Linked DNA regions of Mus musculus: region 2 is linked to region 1. Evidence: chromatin contacts called from public Hi-C data. All regions are on one chromosome and are shown on one strand. The core of a region is the stretch at or near the end of the contact, and the rest is flanking DNA. Distances in the headings are between cores, read along the strand shown. Region 1 has its middle 51 kb from the start of Gm34542. Region 2 holds the start of Pfdn4 (prefoldin 4).

What was found. A called contact is a pair of places that touch in the nucleus more often than the background predicts.
Region 2: a Hi-C map of nephron progenitors shows a contact between it and region 1, with 4 times the contacts expected there. The contact joins the promoter of Pfdn4 here to the enhancer-like site in region 1. A contact is called at or near these places in 9 of 484 Hi-C or Micro-C datasets (the G1E-ER4 cell line, the MC38 cell line, cortical neurons and 2 more), 1 of 115 datasets of contacts at active chromatin or transcription factors (pancreatic cancer cells) and 2 of 9 other capture datasets (adipose tissue and liver).

The regions. Positions count from the first base shown.
Region 1 is chr2:170,265,053-170,271,233 of GRCm38.p6, reverse strand. No RefSeq gene overlaps it. Among named protein-coding and RNA genes, the nearest start is that of Gm34542, 51 kb to the left of the region's middle. Within about 2 kb of position 4,508, at least 62 of the 459 cell types and tissues checked have an H3K27ac peak or open chromatin away from gene starts, as enhancers often do. A contact at or near this core is called in adipose tissue, embryonic stem cells, liver and 1 more, where this site is marked.
Region 2 is chr2:170,506,935-170,512,964 of GRCm38.p6, reverse strand. Pfdn4 (prefoldin 4) reads right to left here and starts at 1,735. Exons shown (of 4, transcript NM_001110152.2): 1 at 1,496-1,735. The coding sequence starts at 1,519. Gm16796 (predicted gene, 16796) reads left to right here and starts at 1,038. Exons shown (of 3, transcript NR_040367.1): 1 at 1,038-2,126.

The sequences.
Region 1 (6,181 bases), core at 3,259-5,758:
GGATCTGGAAGTGTGTCTAAGGAACCTTTCTGGGAAACTAATATTTGAGAAATCAGTAATAGATAACGGTATTATCAGTTCCAATAGATAATAGATAAATCTTGCTTTCTAGAACAGTTCATGGTCAGCGTTCTCCACGCTACCATCAGTAGCATCGGGTAGAGAAACCACATGCTGTAAATAGGGGCTGAAGAGATGGCCCAATAATTAAGAGCACTTGCTGGTCTTCCAGAGGGACTCAAATCACGCTCCCAGCACCCACACCAAAAGGCTGACAATCAACTGTAACCTCAACTCCAGGACTCCAAAGACTTCTGCACTTATGCGCACACAGACACAGACACATAAATGAAAGTGAATCTTTTATTATGTGGTGGGAATATCTATGAGATTCCTCTAGACTTAGAAGCCGGGACTAGTTTGTTCCTGTAAATGACCCAGAGAATAATTTTTCTGAAGCACAAGTATAAAGACTGAACAAATAGATTTTCCTTCCTCTGTAGCTATCAGCAGCCACAGGGTGTGTTTTTATTTAATTCTGATAAAATAAATCCCTACCTCTGATGACAACAGAGATAGGGCACAATCAACACTCTGTGTCCATCGAGGTCATATCCAACATCATCGTACTTCCTGTATCTACAGAATAAGCACACAGTCATGGAAATTCTGTTTATATAGTGTCTCGATCCTCTTTAAATCCCCTCCATAGGAGTGTGACTACTACCGGCTTGGGGAATTTGAGCTCCTCTGCGAGGTACACTGTAAGAACTTAAACCCTGATTAGACAGAAATGAAAGTAAACACAGGGTGAAGCCATGGGGCCTGTTGAAACTGTAAAAAGCCCTTGAACTTTGATCGTGCCTAGTGCACCCCATCTGAGAGCTGTTTATTAGAATAGCCTGTCACTTACAGGTGCCACGGGCCCCCTACCTTCCAGCAAGCTTGACAATGAACTCTGGGTTCATTTGGTATTGGAACAGTGAGATTTTGTGCAGGGCTCAAAGGCTGTATTTTAGTGGGTTCAAATCCAATAAAATAAATCCTTGGAACGTTTTTTCACCGAGAACCCTGGTCATGGCAAAGATCACATGTGCTGACACCACACCCCACACACCGAGCCTTGATACAGAGCAGGCAAACCGACTGCTAAGAATCAAGACTGTTCCTACCACTGAGAAAATATTCCTCTGTTTTCTTAATTCCCAGATTTGTGGTTTTATGGGAGCCGAAGCACTTAGCTCCAGTCCCCAGTCTGTTTTCCTTTTCTACTCCGCACAAAAGAAGGTCAAAGAACATTTGCTTTCTTGTTGTTTTTTGCTTAGATATTGTGTGTATGAGTATGAACAATGGTCCTGTGGGTTCATACACATATGTGTGCCCACGCACATGTGTGTGTACATAAGTGTTCAGAAGTCAGAGGACATCAAAAACTATCCACCTTGGATTTTTGTTTGTTTTGTTTTAAGATGTATAGCTGAGTGCGGTGGTGAACTCCTTTTAGACCCAGCAGTTAAGAAGCAGGTGGATCTGTACATGAGTTCAAGGCCAGCCTGGTCTGCAAAGTGAGTTCTAGGACAGCCACAGCTACATACACAGAGGAACCCTGTCTCAAATCACTTTTAAATTTTTTTCTTTTTATTATTTTCTTAATTACCAGTCTGTGCTTATGAGTGGTTGTGTCCACACATATGTAGGCACTCATGACAGCCAGACCTCCGGGAGGTGGAGTAACATGTGGTTTCCTCACATTTGTGCTGGGAACCAAACTCGGGTCCCCTACAAGAGCAGCTAAAGGCTTTTAATGACTGAGTCACACACCTTGTTATGGTTTGGGGAAAAGGACTGATTGTTTATTGGTTGGTTGGTTAGTTGGTTGGTTCTTTTTGTTTTTAGACAAAGTCTTTCCGTGTAGTCCCGACTGTCCTGGAAATCACTGCATAGCCCAGGCTGGCCTCCATCTCTCGGAGATCCACCTGCCTCTGCCTCCCAAGTGCTGGGATTAAAGGCGTGTGCCACCACTGCCCAGCCCAAAGCTCCTAAGCAGGCTGGATAGCTGGTACAGCAAGCCCTTGGGATCCTCCTTGCCTCTGGTACCTCAGCTCTGGGATTATAGACGTAGGTCACCATGCCTGGCATTGTACATGCATTCTCAGGAATCAAACTCAGGGCTTTATATCTGTGCATCAAGCAGTTTGCCAACTGAGCCGTCTCCCCAGCCCCTGCTGAATTTCCTTGTTTCCAGCTTTTCCCTAGTGACTCAAAAATAAAAGAGTAGCCATTGGCTTCCTGGTCAGTCTGTGAGCGGTGACTCACTTAGATGAAGTATTTTGGGAGACATTATCTATGGGAATCGGGAGAAATCTGTTCCAGTCACTTGTATGTTAAGCTTTAAAAATGGGGTGTGGTCAGAGTTCTCGGGGAACCTTGAAGAACCATTTGAGTTATTATTCCCAGGCCCGTGCTTATAAAGGTCAAAGCTTGCAATAACCAATCCTGCTCACTATGTGTGGTCAATATATGTGATCTGAAAACACACTGGGAGAAGCGCTGTGATTCTACCCACCGGCTCCACCCCAGTGCACACACTCTAATCTATCTCCCCTCTTGACACACGTGTCTCCAAAAGTCTCCAAATGTAAGATCTGTTCTCTACTCAGAACAAAACCAGTAAACAAAACCCCAATGGACTCAGCAACCAACTTGCAACCTCCTAGGCTATGCCAGTATTTTGTCCAGAAGGAAGGAAGTCCTTGTAGCCCAAGAGAAAGAGATGGGAGATTCTCTGGCAAGTCAGCAGGCAGAAGGTTGATATCGGCTGCTGGCTTTTGTAATTTCCAACTGTAGAAACCGGCAGGCAGTCGGGGCAGATCTCCCGGGTCCTATTAGGTATAAGAGTGTTATTTCCACTCCAAAACCAGGCTGCCTCTGGGTGAGTGGGTGGACACGGGAATGTTGGCCCCTCCCTGACAACAGAAAGGATTCCGCTGGGATCCTGTTCCCAGACTGTAAACACTGAAGCGCCTCTCCAAACACATAATAAAAATCAAGACCCTGCCCCCATTCTTTTTTTTCCTGTGCTATGCATGATTCAAATTTAAATCCTGATAAATATCAGCGTGGAGCCTCCAACTTCATAAACACTGGAATTTTCCAGAATGCACACAAAAGCTTCTGGTGAGAAGATAGCATCCTGGGAGACGTTTTTACAACTTCTACAGTGTATGTGTTCCCTGTCGCAATTTTTTTTTTTGTGTGTTGTTGTTTTGTTTTGAGACAGGGTCTCCTGTAGCCCTGGCTGGCCTTGGACTTACTAGAAAGCTGGGGGTGGACTTGAACTTCTGATCCTCCTGCTTCTGCCTCCCAAACGCTGGCAGGACAGTGGAGCCCACTACTCCTACAAGGTTCTGTTGACTGAGCTCAGGGCCTCCGCCTGCTAGGTGAGCATTCTAACAGCTGACTCCCAGCCCCTGCAACAAGGTTCAGAAGTAAAACAACTAAAACTAAAAACCTCCTAAGGGGCAATGACAATAACTAATGTCACCTCCCTGCCCCCCCCCCAAAAAAAGCCTGTCTCTACAAGTAGAAAGAACAAACTTGGTATCTCTAAGTGCAAACAGCAAGGAGAAGCTTAATAAATTACAAATCTAATCAGAATCAAAGCACATTTACTCCTAGAGGCAAAAGCAGAAATTTTCCCTCAACTGCCTTACATCAAAAAGGCCAATTTTCTCCTGCTCACTTAGGAAGGAACCCGTCCTGGAAGTCTCTCTTCAGACAGGAGTCATTAAGCCGCTGCCTCTGACACCGGATTAGGTCATTTGTTTCTGGACTGCTTTTCCGCCCTTCGCTTACAACTGGGCTCCACAATTTGTTCCAACGTTTTCTGGCTTTTCCGATGTGTTCAGACAAAGACCAGGAGCTTAAATCTCCCCGATTTAACTGGTTGGAGTGTTAGCAAGAGGGAACGGAGTCACAGAATTGAGACTATATTCGGTGCGTTTCATTGGGACATAATTTCTGTCTCCACGAGGGAACAGTTGTGTTGGTTCTAGGAACCACTGAACTGTAAATAAGCCCTACCTTACCCCTCTGTTTTTTCAACACCGGGAACGCAAGAGATTGGCAATAAACCAGGTGAGCAAAACTTACCTCTCAGAACGATCTAAAAAAATGAAAAAGGATCCCTTTTACCATAACATTGCTCTCTCTGTGTTAGCCAACAAATGAAAAGGAAGCGGGGAGGACGAGGAGGAGGGGGAGGGGGAGAGAAGTAAGGCTTTGATTCTAAAAGAAATCACTCAAGTGTGCCTCTTAGTCAAATAATTGAAGAACGAGCTTAAATAACACCCCAACTCCCTGGCATTTTGGAGTCTCACATACATCATTAATTGGTCTGGCATCATTAATCGTCTTTAAGATTGGCGACAACCAGGACGGAAGAGATCAAATAACCGAAGACAGATCACGCACCTAGCGCAAGGTGTGGCCAAACCGGTCTTGGCGTTCCTTTCTGTTTACAATACGCCTCGGGAAGTGGGCTTCTCAGTTCCTCCGGATCTGGGACTGTATCCATAGACAACTCACAGGCTTACAAATAAATATGTCTGGGTTGGTTTTTTTCTCTCTCAAGATTTATTTATTTTTATTTTATGTGTATGAGTGTCTGCCTAAATGGCTGTACATCATGTGGTGCAGTGCCTTGGGAGGCCAGAAGAGGGCGTCAGATCCTCTGGAACTAAAATTACATGGGTAGTCAGGAGGGGCAGTGTGGGTAGGGTATTGGGATCAGAAGTTGAGTCCTCTCCAGGAGCAGCCAGTGCTCTTAACCACTGAGCCATCTTTCTAGCCCCATTTTTTAAAATATTTATTTATTTATTTATTTATTTATTTATTTATTTATTTATTTAATGTATGTAAGTACACTGCCGATCTCTTCAGACACACCAGAAGAGGGCATCAGATCTCATTACAGATGGTTGTGAGCCACCATGTGGTTGCTGGAAATTGAACTCAGGACCTCTGGAAGAGCAGTCAGTGCTCTTAACCGCTGAGCCATCTCTCCAGATGTTACCCATTTTTATGAATTCCCTTCTAGAATTATTTTGAAGGAACTGTAAACGGCCTCAATGACTTTCAGTCACGGCTGAGGTTAGCAGTAAGGCTGTGTACACCCCTCGGGACATTAACAGTGTAGGAGCCATTGGCTTACCAGTCTCCATTCCCATGGGAAACTACTTCCTAAATTTGAGAGCTAGATATGAACTCCGGACCTTCGGAAGAGCAGTCGGGTGCTCTTACCCACTGAACCATCTCACCAGCCCTGATGGGACTTTTAAAGAGGTGGTCATGGTTAAGAGGTCTTCAAGTTGCTGGGGGCGTGTCCAAGGCTGGCAACAGAGCCAGCCAACCACAGACTGGAATCTCTGAAACTAAATGAGCCCAAGCAAACCTTTCTGCTTTATAAAGCCATTGTCTCCAGTATTTGTAATAGTAACAGAAAGCTGACCAGTGAGTTTTTTCCTGTGTGATGCTGACAGATCTCGCACACACTAGGTTAGTAACCTAGCACTGAGCTACAACTCAAGTGTAGAGCGCTTCTACATTCTTACTCCATCTGTGGCGCTGGAGGGGTCACTTCCTCCCGCAAGGGGCATTTGGAAACATCCAGAGACCTTTTAATCTGTTATGAGGAGAGAGGGGGGTTGTTCTACCTTCTCTCCTTCACGGGGCCACACTCAACCTCACCAAAGTGTTCTGCCTCCCAGAACAGCCATGCCTAGGGTGATCCTGTGAATGCCTTAGGAGAAAGTTAGGTGATCCTGTGGGGCTGGCCCTCCTTTGACCTTTGAACCAAGATGACTCCTGCATGTCCCCCAGCTTGGCCAGCAAGAGTCTCTTCCCCAGGACTCTACTAGAGATGCTTAGGAAAGATGTCAGTTTCTCTGAGATCAATGGTTGCCCAGACTGGCAAAGGTAAGGGAGAAGCAAGAGAAATTAAAAGGCCCAGGGTCAGGGAAACACAGGACTCTTTGTTGGTGTTTTTATTTCATTTTTGATTGACATGTAAGTACAGTTACTTATGAGCCATGATGTGATGTTCCCACAAGGGTGAATCAGGCCCCAAGTCCTAGGCTTTTGAGACAAGTGTGCCTGTAAATCCCATCTCTGGAGGAAGATT
Region 2 (6,030 bases), core at 486-2,985, 240 kb before region 1:
ACCAGGGCGAGGGGCTCTTTCGAACTCTGAAGCCTCCCCAGGCTCAGCAGCCATTCCCTCTTAATGAACTGGGATGCTGAGCATCAACCTTCAGTGGTCAGAAGCACTGACTACACGGTGCCAACAGCGAGAACACAAAGGCATTCTACAGGGGCCTTACAAAGTAGAGTGAAAGCAACTGTCTTCAGCCAAGCGCCTCTCATCAGAGACAGACAGGCAAACGGACAGACAGACAAGGAGCCCGGGGTGGGGTGGGGGGGAGACACACACACTAACACACACACAGAGAAACAGAGAGACAGACAGACAAGGAGCCTGAGAGAGGCAGAGGCAGAGAGACAGACAGACAGGAGCCTGGAGTGCAAATGCTCTTTAAATCACAGCTTTTCTTCTGCGCTTCAGTTTCCTCTTCAGCTAAAAGTGAATAAATACAGAATCTCCCAAAAGGTTGACACAGCAGATCAAAATAATTAGCAAATGCTAAGAACTGTCCGAACACACTGTGAAGCCCCAATAGCTATCAGCTGTTTGCTTGTTTGTTCTTTTTTTTTTTTCCCCTCCTCTGCAATTCTTTCCCTGTATTAGATACACCTGCACTCCTGGAAACACGTTTAGGTTATAAAAACCCACATGGAAGTTTAACTTAAGTTGGTGGCTCAAATTTAGCTCAAGTTTCAAAATATTGGTTGAAAGGGTTGCATAGCCATGTCTACTGCCTGTCATGCATGAAGCCCTGGGTCCACCACACCAGCACACCAAAAGCCAGGGGTAGTGGCACACACCGGTGATTCCAGCACCTGGAAAGTGGAGGCAGGAGAGTCAGAAATTCAAAATCATCTCTGACTGCATAGGAAGCCGTGGACCAGTCTGGTGTGTACACACACACACACACACACACAAGTCCGTGTCTTTCAAAAGTGTGATAAGACATCACACCGAGCCCCATGAACAAGGATCGGACGTCGTTTTAAAAATGATAAAGAGCTCTAATTTGACCAAACAAAAATCACCAGACCCAGCATCTCACCAGATGAGTCACCAAAGGAATGGCTGGCTGGCTGGCTGGCTGTGAAGTGTGCGGGGCAGAGCGTGGGGACCCGTGTCCTTCCTAATGGCTGGGAAAAGCCCGGAGAGCCACCGCGCTCGCTCGGGCCGACTGCTCTCAACGTCAATTAGACACTCGGTGCACGGAGCGTGGACCGACCGGAGCGGTCCGGGGCGGAGCACAGAGGTGCGGTAGCAGACGACGCCCCGGGATGCGGTAGCAGACGGCCCGGGATGCGGAGCCCGACCCGGTGCCCGAGGAGATGCACGACCCTGAGCAGGTGAGGCGGTTGCCCTGACGGCGAGCGGAGCGGACAGAAGCACCCCTGTACCCAGCGCGGGCCCCGGCCCCGCGCATCCCTCACCTCCTCAGACCCCGGCCCCCAGCGCCCCGCGTCTCCTCACACGCCCCGGCCCACGGCTCCTCGGACCCCGGCCCCGCCGCACTCACCGCCTTCTTCATGGTGGCCGCCATCTTGGACTGAACCACGGGGCGCGGGGGAAAACCACTCGGGCGTGCGTCACCCCCCGAGGTCCCTCTCGAGCCCTGCTGAGCCAGACTCCCCCCTAACGCACAGCACTATCTCAACACTGCTGCTATCTGTGTCTCTGAACTATAAATTCCCAGGGCAAGGACTCAGGAAAAAAAACTATGCCCTGGAAACACTTGGTATCTTCCAATTAAAGGGACAGGCAGCTTCCCTCTCGGCCGGCATAAATACCAAAAGCGGCCAATAGTCGGGCCCGAGATCCCAGCCACGGCCAGCAGGGGGAGCGCTGGGTACCACCCAGCTGTGTGGAATGGGAAGCTTAAGAAATTCTTTTTCCATTTATTCAACAACCTAGAGAGAAGCTAAGGAGGGTAAGGGCGTGGCTTCGGCAAAGTATTTGGTAAATCATTTGGTCAAGTATTTGCACTCAAGCATGGGGACCTGAGTTCGATCTACAGCCCCTACCACATAAAAACCCAGTGCTGGCGAAGCTACAAGCTGAAGGCCACTCTTGAAGTTGATCTTAGCTTGTATGCCACTGATCACTGCAGGGGACACTAGGGGATCAGCCAGGAATAGATGAAGCCAAAGGTAGGTGACACCCAAAAAGATCCAGAGCAGTGGTTCTCAATCTTCCTAGTGCTGAGACCCTTTAATACAGTTAAATGTTGTAGTGCCCCCCCCAACCATAAAAAGTAGTTTTGTTGCTACTTCATTATGTAAATTTGCTACGGTGCTGGGTCATAATGTCAATAAATATCTATTTTCTGATAGTATTAGGCGGCTTCTGTAAAGGGCTCCCGATCTATAGGTTGAGAACCACTGACCTAGAGCGCTATAACAAACTTAAATGCTTAGATAATAGCTTACTGGACGGTTGCTTGGCTATTTATATTTAGAGACAGGGTCTTGCAATGTAATCCTAGCTGTCCTGGAACTAGCTGTGTAGACCAAGCTGGCCTGAAACTCACAGAGATCTTCCTGCCTCTGCTCTCCAAGCGCTAGGATCAGAGGCGTGCTCCATCATGTGCAACTGAAATGAATTCTTTTATGTGTTTAAAATTAAATTGGTTCAGAAATATGTCTTCCACTCGCTCAAATATGTTAGCCTGGGAAGACTGCCCACACAGGGCCCAGTGGGCACCGAGCTTCCTTAGTAACCAGGGCCATTGTTAACTTCGGTAGCCAAGACTTTGCTCTCAGAAAGTCGGAGGTCTGAGGGCAGAAGAGCTTAGAGTATTGGGGTATGGGCCATTGTCTCATTTACCAAGGGACAGGGAGGACCAGGTGTGAGCCGCAGGACAGTAAAAGCACGGCTGGGCGCTCTTGCATCTCTGCCAGTCCCTCCTATGGCTTCAAGCACAAGGGCATGCCAAGGAGGGGAAGAGGGGCAGATCTCGCCTGTCTGCTTATGACGCAGTGGGTCTCAACCTTCCTAATGTGACCCTTTAATACAGTTCCTCACGTTGTGGTGACTCCCAACCATTAAATTATTTCATTGCTACTTTACAACAGTAATTTTGCTATTGTTATACATTGTAACGTAAATGCCAGACATGCAGGATGTCTGATACTTGACCTGGGTGGGAGGGCCATTCGACTTTCCAAAAGGATCACGGCCCACAGGTTGAGAACCGCTGTTCTAATGTATAATGCATGTGCCCATTTGGTTACAATCTATCTCCTATCGTTACAATGCAATCCTGCTCATTGCTTGCATACCATCAAGCCCTCTGGATATAATGAACTTGGACTCCACAGAGTGAAGTCCTAACACCCTCCTGAGGAAGGTTTGCCGTTTGCACTCTGCTACTTAGCAGTTGCACATACAGAGTCAAATCTCTGGACCTGGAATTACTACGGTGGCACCACTTTTGAGGAACTCATTTGTATATACCGCAAACCCCAGTCCTGAACTCTGTAACCCTTAGACCAGACTCAGAAGGGAGAGCTAGTGTCTGGCTGCAGTGGTCATGGAGAATCTGTAGTTAGTGGCATGTTGACTGGACCGAAAAGACACCAGACACTGGGGATGCTGCATGTCAAACAGATAAAGTACCCCGTCCCCCAGCACCTTGCTGTCTACTGACAGGAGACAGACCACAAACAACCCGTTAAATAAGGATAGTGTGTCAGAGAGGGTGGTTAGTGTAAATGTGGCTGACTGTCCCAGCAAGGGAAACACATGCAGCTTTCGTCAGGAGAACGCCACCAGAGAGGCACGAAAAAGAAAGAGAAAACAAATTCCATTGGAAGTGAATGTTGTCCAGGCTTGTCCTAGCTTTTAGACTGCGTCACACAGGGATGATGAGCATATTTGTCGTTTTGTGACAGTGTGTGTGCGCGTGCGTGTGCGCTCGCGCAAGTGCCCCTCCCCCAAGGTCCTGCGTTCCCTGGGGTTGAAGAGGAAAAGTCTGAGTGGCAGGAGCCACAGATCTCGCTAGCAGGAAGTAATTTGATCATCTGCCTGCAGGGGGCACCCAAGGACTATGACTGAATTCTCAGGCATCCAAGCCCATTTCCCAATGTTTTGGACGTCTTTTCATCTTATCCTGTTTGTATCTGACTCAAAGATGTTTGTAAGCTATTTTGTCCTGACAGGGTTTGAAATCCTCGTACCTCCCCACTGCACGTAGGACCGGTCAAACTAAAATTCCAAACCAAGGCGCGCCTCCCTCTCTGATCTTCGGGTAGCACTTTTCCCTGGAGAGACATGGACAAACATCTGCTCACCCTAGAAAGGAAAGCGATGATGGAACCAAGTAAGGATGCCACACGAGTTCAATTTAGTGAAACAATGAGTTTATCCCACCCGGGAGGGTGGGGGATGGGGTTACGTTCAGGAGTGTGAGGGGCCACTTGGAGGAACGTGGAGGAATCAAAGATACTCTTAGTCCAGTCAGCATGCCACCAAAATCCCCACTGACCACTGCAGTCAGGCACTAGTTCTTTCATCTGACAGCTCCCAGAATGGGAAGGACACAGGCCTCTTGGATGAAAAGGCCAGACCCCTCTCCAGGCATAGAACCTTCCAGCACCTTGCTTGACATTGGACTTGTTCACCTCCACAACTGTGCGAAGTTCATCTCTGTTGCTTAGGAATTACCAATAACCGGGTCGCGGGGTTCCTTGTTACAGCGGCACCAACTTACTGATCCACTTCTCTTAAACACTTTCACCCCTGCAAGCGACTCTATAGCTCTCTGCCCGTTTCCTTGGGAGCTATTTCTCTTCTGCTAAGCCAGGGGCACCAAGGGAAGCCGATCTTGCCTGCTCATTAATGGGTAAACTGATGTATGGACAATTAAATGGCGGCATATTTAAGGACTAGAGAGTATTGTGAGATACGAGATAGCTGCTGGTGCATTTGTTCAGTAACAGTGTTCCAGAGCCCATATTCGTGTTCGCATTTCTTCTTCCTGTGCCTAATATCAAACGCCTCGCATAAACTGTAGCTCTGTGGGCCCGTCTCCTGAATAACTGCATTTTGTCACCAGGTGGCGCCATGACTCCAAATTTTAGCTTTTCTTCTGTGCAAAGCCTTAGGAACCGGCCCAAAGGACATGCAGTCTAGTAAGCCACACTCTGGGCCAAATATATAGTCATCTCTTGCGAGTTTCAAGTTGTAATTTTTCCTAGAAGAGGTAGATCTTGTTTTCAAAGATATCCTGAATATATGGATTTTTAGATTTTTATGGAATAGACCGTTTACTGGGCTAAGCATTAAAACTTAAGTGTTAGAGTGTTTGACTGGCATCCATAATGCTTTGAATTCGGTCCCCAGAACAACAAAAAGACCGGGGGGGGGGGCGGGCAAACCATTACCTAATCTGTTAACATTAGTGGTACCCGGCCCTGCAATTTTGACATTGAGAAAGAAGTCATTATTTAGAATCAGAAGCTGTTGCCGGATACCAGTTCCCTGGAGTGATCGATCCATCCAGTGGGGATACGTTCAGAACTGTGTGTCTTCTCACTGAGCTGGGCACCCTCCTCACAGGGCCGCTGCTCACAAACGGGTCTGATACGCGCTGAAGTGGACAGCTTAGATATTTATGATCGTCTAAAGCACTTTGGATATCTTCCTAGGTCTCACTCTTACCTCTCCACTCCAGAAGTCAGACCTCAGCTTACCTTTAAAGATGAAGCCAATCAGATTCGCCAACACAGTACAGGCCCAGATCAAGCCAATCAGATTCAGCGGTGCAATGAAAGCATCCAGTAAAAACCTCGAGGGTGAGGGTGCTGCAGAGAATGGATTCTCAGAGGTCAGAGCATTGTGGGACCAGGAGCTCTCTGAAGCCACAATGAAAATGTACTGACTTTGATGAGCTGATTGGGGGGGGGGGGGGAGGAATGTAGGAGCCATCTATCAATCGAGGAGACCTCAGTGTCCTTCCATGAGTTTTGTGGTCATTGCATGCTCCAACCGCAGAATCTGTGCTCTTTCAGGCATCGTTTCCCCAGTTCCTCTGACGAATCCTGCTGGAGGATA